3 separate regions of the Sus scrofa genome follow, and all the other regions are linked to region 2. A link is a contact called in public Hi-C data. All regions are on one chromosome and are shown on one strand. Each heading gives the region's core, a stretch centred on a gene start, on an enhancer-like site or on the middle of the called end of the contact. The rest is flanking DNA. Distances are from core to core; before and after follow the strand shown. Region 1 holds the start of AKAP8L (A-kinase anchor protein 8-like). Region 2 holds the start of EPHX3 (epoxide hydrolase 3). Region 3 holds the start of WIZ (protein Wiz).

Region 1 (2,770 bases), core at 237-2,736, 160 kb before region 2:
GGTCATCAGTCAGATCAGTTAATCTCTTAATATTTCCACATATTCCTCTGAAGGATATGGACTTAAAAAGTGCAATTGTTAAACTAAAGAAAGGGACAGTTCTTCAATATCAATTAATGTCAGCAGCACCATGCTTTAAAACAAACTTTTAAAGTAAAACCAAAAAAAAAAGTCATACAGTTTGAATTCGCACAAACACACAAGTACAGTTTACAGTGTCTACAGCTCTGTCAAGTCATCTCCTAGAAGATATGAGATGTCTCTGAAAGTGGGTCCCACACATCCAGTGTGGGTGCTGGGGAACAGCCTGGCTGGGCTACTGCAGGGGTTCCTAAGTCCAAAACAAACAGGTTTAGAGGGGAAGTTCCCACTTTAACACTTGTGTCAAGGATCATGAGTGATGAAGTCCAAGCCTCAATTTTATCTTTTTTTTTTTTCTCAATTTTATCTTTTAAGTGGGGATTTTTAAAAGAGTTTCCTTGTAGATAAGAAGGAGCATTTACATGATAATACAAATATATATAGCATATATGTAATATAAACATGCTATATAAATATATTTGTTATGTAATGGTAGATAACCAAATGCAACATTTCAGCACACCTGGCACTGGGCTGAATTTTTAAAATTTCTTTTTTGGGTGCACCCCCCCCCAACACACACACATGCAGAAATCCCTGGGCTGGAGGTCCAACTGTGCCCCAGGAGCTACCTGAGATTCTGCAGTGACAACAGGATTCTTAACCTACAGAGCCACAAGAGAACTCTGACTGAATTCTTTTTTCTGCTTTTTAGGGCCGCACTTGTGGCATATGGAGGTTCCTCCAGCTAAGGGTCAAATTGGAGCTGTGGCCCATGCCACAGCTACAATCACAGCAACTCCACTTCCCACCCGCGTCTGCAACCTACACCACAGCTCACAGCAGCGCCAGATCGTTATCACACTGAGCAAGGCCAGGGATGGAACCTGCATCCTCATGGATCCAGGTTGGGTTTGTTTCAGCTGAGCCACAACAGGAATTCGGAATGAATTATTTACATTTATCTCATATGTCTGACCGTGTGCCCCGTATCTTGTTTGGCGCTTAGTTATAGTTTTCATTCCAACATGGCTCTACCGTGTTCGTTATGAAGGCCAGAGAAGTCAGAAATAGTCTAGGTTGGCATAATAGCCTCGAGGCAAAGCCGGGATTGGAGCAGCACCCTGAGCTGTTGAGCCGGCTCCCTCTGGCGGGCTTCCAGGACACAGGCCCACCTCCCGCCCGGCCCCGCTTGGGCCTCAGGTCTTTCCGTAGTGCACAGCTCCTCCCCTTCGAACTCTACAGGATTCCACCTCCCGGCCGTCTTCTCTCAGCCAATAACCGTAGTGTCGGCATAACGAGAGGCGGGAATAGGGCGGGGCGATCATGAGATTGACAGTGCCCTCAGCCACGGGCATAGGGACTCTCCGAGATCGACAACAAGGTCATCCAACAAGCGTGAAGCTAGGGTCCGGCGTGAGCCAATGCGGTCGGGAGGAGGGGCTAAGCTGTGTGTAGAAGGGGCTTGGGGGATTGTCGCCGCTATCGCGGCTTTGGACGCGTGGAACCCCCTGCTGTAGTCTTCAAGTGTAGTGTTAGCTGCTGCCATGAGCTACACAGGTGAGCCTGGCAGGGTAGGGGTCGGGCTCCGGGTGGGGTGGGACAGGGGTGTGCCAGGGCCGGGCCAGGCTTGTCCGCGACTCCCCCGGGGCTTGGACACTACTCTTTCTGCGGTCACAAAATGGCGCCGTGGGCCCGTCGCCTCAGTTTCGCGCCCCTCTCGTCTCGGCGTCTCAGGTTCTCTGTCCTGGCAGCTTTGGGTCTCGGCTCCTGGCCTCCCTAAGTCTTGTCTTCTGTCATCTGTATCTGTGGTCCTCGGCCTCGGTTCCTGGTCAGGCCTCTTGGGCCCTCGACGTCTCAGGTTGCCCCTTCTCAGACTTCAGGCCTTCAGGTCAGTCTGCGGACTCAGCTGCTATTACCGTTACCATTACCATACTCTTCTCCCTTGCGTAGTTTCCACTGCCGGATGCCGCAGCTGCCGTCTTTGCCCCGGGGAGATGAATAAATAAATATTTGAAGGGTTTGGGCTGAGTGGGGAACCTTGGGTCCTTAGGGGCCGAGCCGGAGCTTTGTGAGGAATGGCACGCTTCCGTGTTGACTCATTCAGTATCTGTCAAATTCATCTCTCAGGTGCCGAATACACTCTGGAATAGTGACAAGAATTCCTCAAGTATTTTATAGAGGAGAGCAGGCCATAATCGGCAAACATAGTATATATTCTGGGGTGTTCAGTACTCTGAGACGGTTGATGTGTTACATAGGGTGGTTGGAGAGCTCTGAAGAGGTGACATTTTAGCAGAGACCCGAATGAAATGAGTGAGTTAAGGTATCTGGCCCAGGGGGCCCTCAGCATAAAGACCCAGTGTTAGGAACTGCCTGGCTTGTTAAAAGATCAGTCAGGGAAATCAGTGGGATTTGAGCAAAGGGGAGGGTGGATGATGAAATTAGAGAGGGTGCCATAGGATATGTTTGGGTGATTGCAAATCATCCCTGGGTGAACTCAGAAGATGCTTGGGTTTGCCTTGGAAATAACTGATGAGGCTTCTCAGCCAGAAGCTTCCTTGGTAATGGGGTTATTACAGGCTTGAGCATGTGTGGTTGCCAGGTAACCTGCATTCGACTTGGAATGTTTAGGACTGGGAATGGAATCTGAGCCTCTGGGGCTTCTCTATAGGCTGCTTTATGTACT
Region 2 (2,700 bases), core at 35-2,534:
AGAAGGGAGTTCCACACCCATAGACCTTGCAGCCAGATTAGAGTACTCAGGCAGGATACAGCATCATCAAGTGGCTGGACCATTGATTTGATGAAAATGTAAATGAAGCCAAAGCCACAATACAGCCTAATCATGCAAAATAGGTAAGTGGTAAGTGTGCAGGGCAAACACTTGTGCAGTATGAGCAGTGTAATCACAGGCACCTATTAAGCTCTGAAATGCATTGTTTACTGAGGCAGCACCACGTAAACCACTATTTCCCTTTAAGTAAGGACCCATGGGCTTAATTATGGTCCTAGGACAAGTATAATGTTTAGCAGTCTTGACAATACCAAGGTAAGGCTAACAGTGCTAAGTGTCAGGGAAAATGGGAAGTGATGAAAAATAGGTGAAGTGTTTAAAAGAAATATGAAAACTAAACATGGAAAATGCTTGTGCAGTGGTGGTGACAGTGATACAGTCAATGGATAATGCCCCAAATAGGTAAATCAGGAAGTAGCCACATAAGCACATTTAGAGGTAGCTAGGTAACCAACCCCCAGAAAAAAGCTAAAATCTTTCCAATGGCTGCCTCCAGGGGGAAGGAAAGGTGGAGCCCAAGACTGCTGCTTTTCTCAAGTTCTGATTGCTGTTGAACCAGCTATTAGGCTTTAGGCAAATGAATTTCAGGCTCGTGATCTATACCGTAATACAGGGAGGTGATAATACTACCTACACTAATGGTTGTTGTAAGGGTTAAATGATGAATGACCTTGAAATGTTCGGGATGTTGGGGGAAGTTTGCAAAACAGGAGGAAGAAGGTATCCTGCCAGACTTCTCGCCTGGCCCTACTCAGCTACCTCTTTGGCCAGAGTCCCAATGACAACCATCCCTGTTCTTCGGCGCTCAGGCATATATCCTTTAGAAGTCAGTCTCCCGCCTGCTGCCGCCACCCGCGGAGCCCCGGCGTCTACAACCGCAGATTGGTAAGTCAATGACCGCCTCTGTCCAATCACATCTGTGCAGGGGCGGGCCGACGGGTCCGCTGGACCAACTGGAGGCTATCGTGGGGTCGAGGCGGCTGAACCACCGTTGGAACCAGGGCTTGGAGAAGGTGCTGCAAGGAGGGAGGGTCGCGCGTTTCCGGGTGGGGAGCTCCAGAGAGGGCGACGGCAGGGTCTCCCAAGGCATGCTTTGGCCGTGGCGACACCCCACGCCACCCTCCCAACCCCAGTCATGGCACCGTCTGTCCCACACCTTCCGCTTCCGGACCCGCCTGACCCGCCATATTAGGTTCCGACCCCGCCCCTCCGTCTCATTGGCCCGTATGCAGGCCGATCCCCAGCTCATTGGTCCAGCCCTCGCACCCAAGCCATCCTGGCCCAGCCTCAGACCTTCTCGGCCCAACGTTAGGCCCCGCCTTCTTTCGGTTCCACCTTCGTCCGCACCCTCCTTAGCCACGCCCCAAGCCCTCGCAACGCTCCTAGGTAGGCCTAGTTGAGTTCACCTTTCCAGCCGGTAGGCGGTACCTACCCTGCACTGCCCCGCCCCTTTATCTCAGGCTCCGCCCATTTCACCCACGGTGCCCCCCTGTCTCTTGTTTGTGCAGGACCCTATCTCTCCCTCTCGACTTTTGACCCCCACCCACACACCCAACAGGGAGGCCTACTAGACCCCGCCCCCCTAAGCCCCGCCCAAGCATTTCTGATCCTGCCCACAGTCCTGGCCCCAAGCTTCCCTTCTCGCCAAGACTCCACCCCAACCACCCTAGGGCTGGTCCTCGCAGTTCCACCCCTGCACCTCGAGCCTCCTTGTTCCCCATCACCGTCGCGCTCAGGTGTTTACCTAGCACTTAGGTGAGTAGTGCGCGGTGACAGTTTCGGTCTGAGCTGCCAGCCTCTTCTCTCCGCGCTTTCCTCAAGCCCCGACAGCACGGAGGGACCCCAGACCAAAGGCGGTGGGCTCCGCAGCCCAGATCCCGCCTTGCCGCTGCAGCCAGTGCCCCTTGCCCAGACCCTAGACGGCCACGCAGTCGTGCCGGAACGCGGTGACATGCCCGAGCTGGTGGTGACGGCCCTGCTGGCGCCATCGCGCCTCACTCTGAAGCTGCTTCGCGCCTTCATGTGGAGCCTCGTGTTCTCCGCGGCCCTAGTGGCTGCAGCAGTTTACGGCTGCATCGCTCTCACTCATGTGTTGTGCCGGCCCCGACGCGGCTGCTGCGGCCGACCCCGGCGCACCCCACCCGCCTGCTTAAACGACCCCACGCTGGGCGAGCACTGCTTCCTGACTCTCAAGGTGAGTGCGTGGGGCGGCACCACCGGGGTTTCGAGGGTCAAGGAGCCAGGGAGGCGGGGCTGTCTAAGACCCGTGCGGGGTGGCAAATAGTTGAATCCAAATCTGGATCTGCGCATGCCTGGGGGGTGTGGGAAGTGAAGTGTTCCCACACTTCTTAGGGAAGAGGGGTTTCCCAAGTCGCATACTGTGCCCTTTCCCAGAGCTCAGGCGTGCACCTGCACTATGTCTCTGCTGGACGCGGCAATGGTCCCCTCATGCTGTTTCTGCATGGCTTCCCGGAGAACTGGTATGTCTGAGACCCAAAGGCCTGGAATGCACAGGGCTGGGGGAGGTGGAGCTTGGACCACCAGGGCAGCCAGGAGGCGCGGATAAGGGCTAGGTAGACTGGGGGCACAAAGTGTATAGGGCCCGGATAGGCCCCTCAG
Region 3 (2,874 bases), core at 357-2,856, 190 kb before region 2:
AATCTTGATTCCAGTAAAAATCAATGTGTGTGTTTTTTTATTTGCCCCTGAGTATTGCCAGTCAGAAAGCAACCATTCAGCTCTCTCAAAGTCTCCCCTAGTTGGAGGTCTCATGGGAGGGGGTGATGGAAGGAGATTCTCACCAGCTGTGTGACCTTAAGGCCCTCACTCTCTCAGAAACTCAATTTCTTCATTTGTAAAATGGATTTATTTTCCTTGCACAGTAAAAGACCCATAGTTTAAAGTGCTCAATAAAAGGTATTTGTCATTGTTAGGGCACCATCTGCTTCTCAGTGAAGCCCAGATTCCAGATGAGAGCATCTTTCTAGGGCTCCAAATTCCATACCAGCTCCCTCATGGTGGCGAGGACTTGGGTCTGGGAGGCAGACAAAGGAAGGATTGGGTATGTATGAAGATGGTTAAGCTCTGTGGGTGGTTGCTTAGAAAATGAGTGGGCATTTAAATCATGTGTGGGTGAGTGGGTGAGAGATAGGGTGGACAGCACAATAGGTAGATGGTTAATAGGTTAGCATTTGTTGGATGTTCACCCTTGTAGGTGAGTAGCTGAGTAGGTAGTTAGCTGGAATGGGTATGCCTGCCTGGAAAAGGACTGGATCATAATAGGAAATAAATATTTGAATTGAGTAAGCAGTTATATGTATTGTATGTACATTTTTTGAGGTTTCTTAAGGCTTGAGCTGGGCAGTAGGGAAACAATGATGAACTATAATGACTCTTGTCATCATGGAACTCTCTGGTGAAAGAGACAAACAAACATGCAATTGATGGATGGGTGTTTTGGTGACTAGGTGAAGGTATGTGTGTAGAGATGGGTGTTTGCTTGCTTGATTGTATGGATAAGTATTTAATTGGATAGTGAATGAATGAGTAGGTGGATGGTTACTTTAAGTGGGTGTTTGGATAGGTGGATGGATAGGTGGTTAGTTGACTGGATGGGTAGATGAGTGGTTGATCAACTGAATGTGTGAATGAATAGGTAGGGAGATGGATGAGTTAGACATGTGGATGGGTTTTGGGTAGAAGCATAAAGCCTATTATGTGTGCTTTGTGAGGTAGGCCTGGAGATTATGATCCTGGGAGGTGGTAGAAAAGGGGGCTTAGGTTTGGGGACCTAAGGCAGCTCTAGGGGCAGAGAAGTACTGCATAGCGGGGAAGGAAAGAATGAACTTGTGGTTGGAACTGGGAGAAGAGGACTGAAGGCTATTGACCATGTGGAGTCCTCAATGACCTAAAAACGACCCATGGGGGAACTTCTCTATCCCCTCTCCACTCTTCTGATTCTATTAACTGGGCTAGCATTGGAAAAACTAGTAGGGTGATGAAGAGCCACTGAGGGCATGAGCACAAGAGTGTTGTCATGGTAACAGCCTCTCCCTGGACTCTCAGGTCGCGCGGGCCCTTTAAGGGTGACCCTCCTGGCCACTCCCAACATGGCGGCGCGCCTGCTGGTTGCCCCCCCCCCAACCGGGGTGGCGCGGAGGGGGGGCGGGGAGGGGGGGGTCCCGGACCTCCCCATCATGGCGGCGTGGCGGGGCTGTCGCGCTGAGGTCACGGCGGCGCGCCGGGGGGGCGGGGCGGCGGGGGGAGCGATTTAAAGGGACAATGTCCCCCGAGCGGTGGAGGCGGCGGCGGCTGCGGAGGCCGCGGCACCGGCACCGCGAGCTGCAAGGGCGGTAGCGGCAGCGACGGCCGCACCAAAGAAGGGAGCTCCGAGCCCCGGCACCCAGCCGGCGGCACCGCCTCCCCGGTGAGGCCCGGCCCGGCCTGGGGAGCCCGCGGGCGGGGCGGAGCCGGCGCGGGGAGGGGGAGGCCCGGGCCGGGCCGGGCCAGGCGGGACCCCCCGGGGCGGGGGGCGGGGGGCGGGGGCGGGGCCTGTAGGGGCGGGGCCTTGTCGGGGGCGGGGCCGCACAGGTTGGGGGGAGGAGCGGGGGGTCGTGGGGCAGGTGTCCCCCTCCTACCTCGGCGCGTCCCGCGGGGTCTCCCGCCCCGAGGTGCACGGGCGGGGGGGCGCATCTTCCGGACCCTAGCGCCCCGAGGGGTGCGCTGGCGTGGCACCGCCACCACCTCTGCTACCCCGGGAGGGGGCGTCCAGAAAGGAGCCCCCCTCCCCACGCTGCCAAAGTGCTCCGAAGTTGCGGTCCCGCCGGTTCCCCGCGGGCAGTGCCCACCCGGTGGGAACCCGCAGGTGCCTCCTTGGGGCCGGGGCAGGGACCCCCACCACAACGGCCAGTCCACGGACAGGCCCCCAGGGAGCCCCCAGGTCCCCGAGGGCAGCGCCTGCTGCCAGGCCTGGAGCCCCGGCCCCGCCCCGGTTGCTTGGGATCGGCCTCCCCATCGTCTCCCTGGGGAGGGCGCCTCATTCCTGCCCTTCACTTTCTGCCGCCGTTACCTTGAAGGTATTTATAGGTGGAGAAGAAAGCCCCCACCCCCACAGCCTCCCCAGGGTCCTCATTTCTGGACCAGGAGCCCCATCCTTCCCTTTTGACGGCGGACTAGAGAGATCTTGGGAGGGTGGGATGGAGGAACCCAGGCTGAGTATGCATGAAGGGTAATGTTGGGGTGAAGTGAAGGGGTTAATGCTGGGGTCACTTGAGGCTTGCGTGAGGGTAAAGGGGTTAATGCTGGAGAACCCAAAGGTTCCGTGTGGGGAGGGGGCCTGGACTGTGGGAAAAGTGCAGGGGTAACTGATACAGGCAACTGAAGTAAGAAAAGAAAAGTGCAGGGGTAATGATGGGGGGACTTGAGACAGTGTATAGGATCAGAGTGTGGAAGTGGCCGGGATGCAAGCCGAAGCATGCACGCAGGATATGCATGTGCAAGGCAGTGGAGGCACAACTGGGGAAAGTATAGCTG

What was found. Hi-C and Micro-C count contacts between places; a contact is called where the count stands out from the background.
Region 1: a contact with region 2 is called in a Hi-C map of liver, with 4 times the contacts expected there. The contact joins the promoter of AKAP8L here to the promoter of EPHX3 in region 2. A contact is called at or near these places in 3 of 5 promoter capture datasets (fetal liver and liver), 3 of 47 Hi-C or Micro-C datasets (heart right ventricle, liver and skeletal muscle) and 2 of 2 datasets of contacts at active chromatin or transcription factors (alveolar macrophages and skeletal muscle).
Region 3: a contact with region 2 is called in a Hi-C map of liver, with 2.2 times the contacts expected there. The contact joins the promoter of WIZ here to the promoter of EPHX3 in region 2. A contact is called at or near these places in 2 of 47 Hi-C or Micro-C datasets (heart right ventricle and liver) and 2 of 2 datasets of contacts at active chromatin or transcription factors (alveolar macrophages and skeletal muscle).

Annotation. Positions count from the first base shown.
Region 1 is chr2:62,183,249-62,186,018 of Sscrofa11.1, forward strand. AKAP8L (A-kinase anchor protein 8-like) reads left to right here and starts at 1,487. Exons shown (of 24, transcript XM_005652898.3): 1 at 1,487-1,641. The coding sequence starts at 1,629.
Region 2 is chr2:62,347,247-62,349,946 of Sscrofa11.1, forward strand. It overlaps EPHX3 (epoxide hydrolase 3), which reads left to right and starts at 1,285. Exons shown (of 8, transcript XM_005652901.3): 1 at 1,285-1,836; 2 at 1,994-2,275; 3 at 2,476-2,561. The coding sequence starts at 2,033.
Region 3 is chr2:62,153,789-62,156,662 of Sscrofa11.1, forward strand. It overlaps WIZ (protein Wiz), which reads left to right and starts at 1,607. Exons shown (of 9, transcript XM_021083626.1): 1 at 1,607-1,768. RASAL3 (RAS protein activator like-3) reads left to right here. Exons shown (of 18, transcript XM_021083615.1): 18 at 1-24.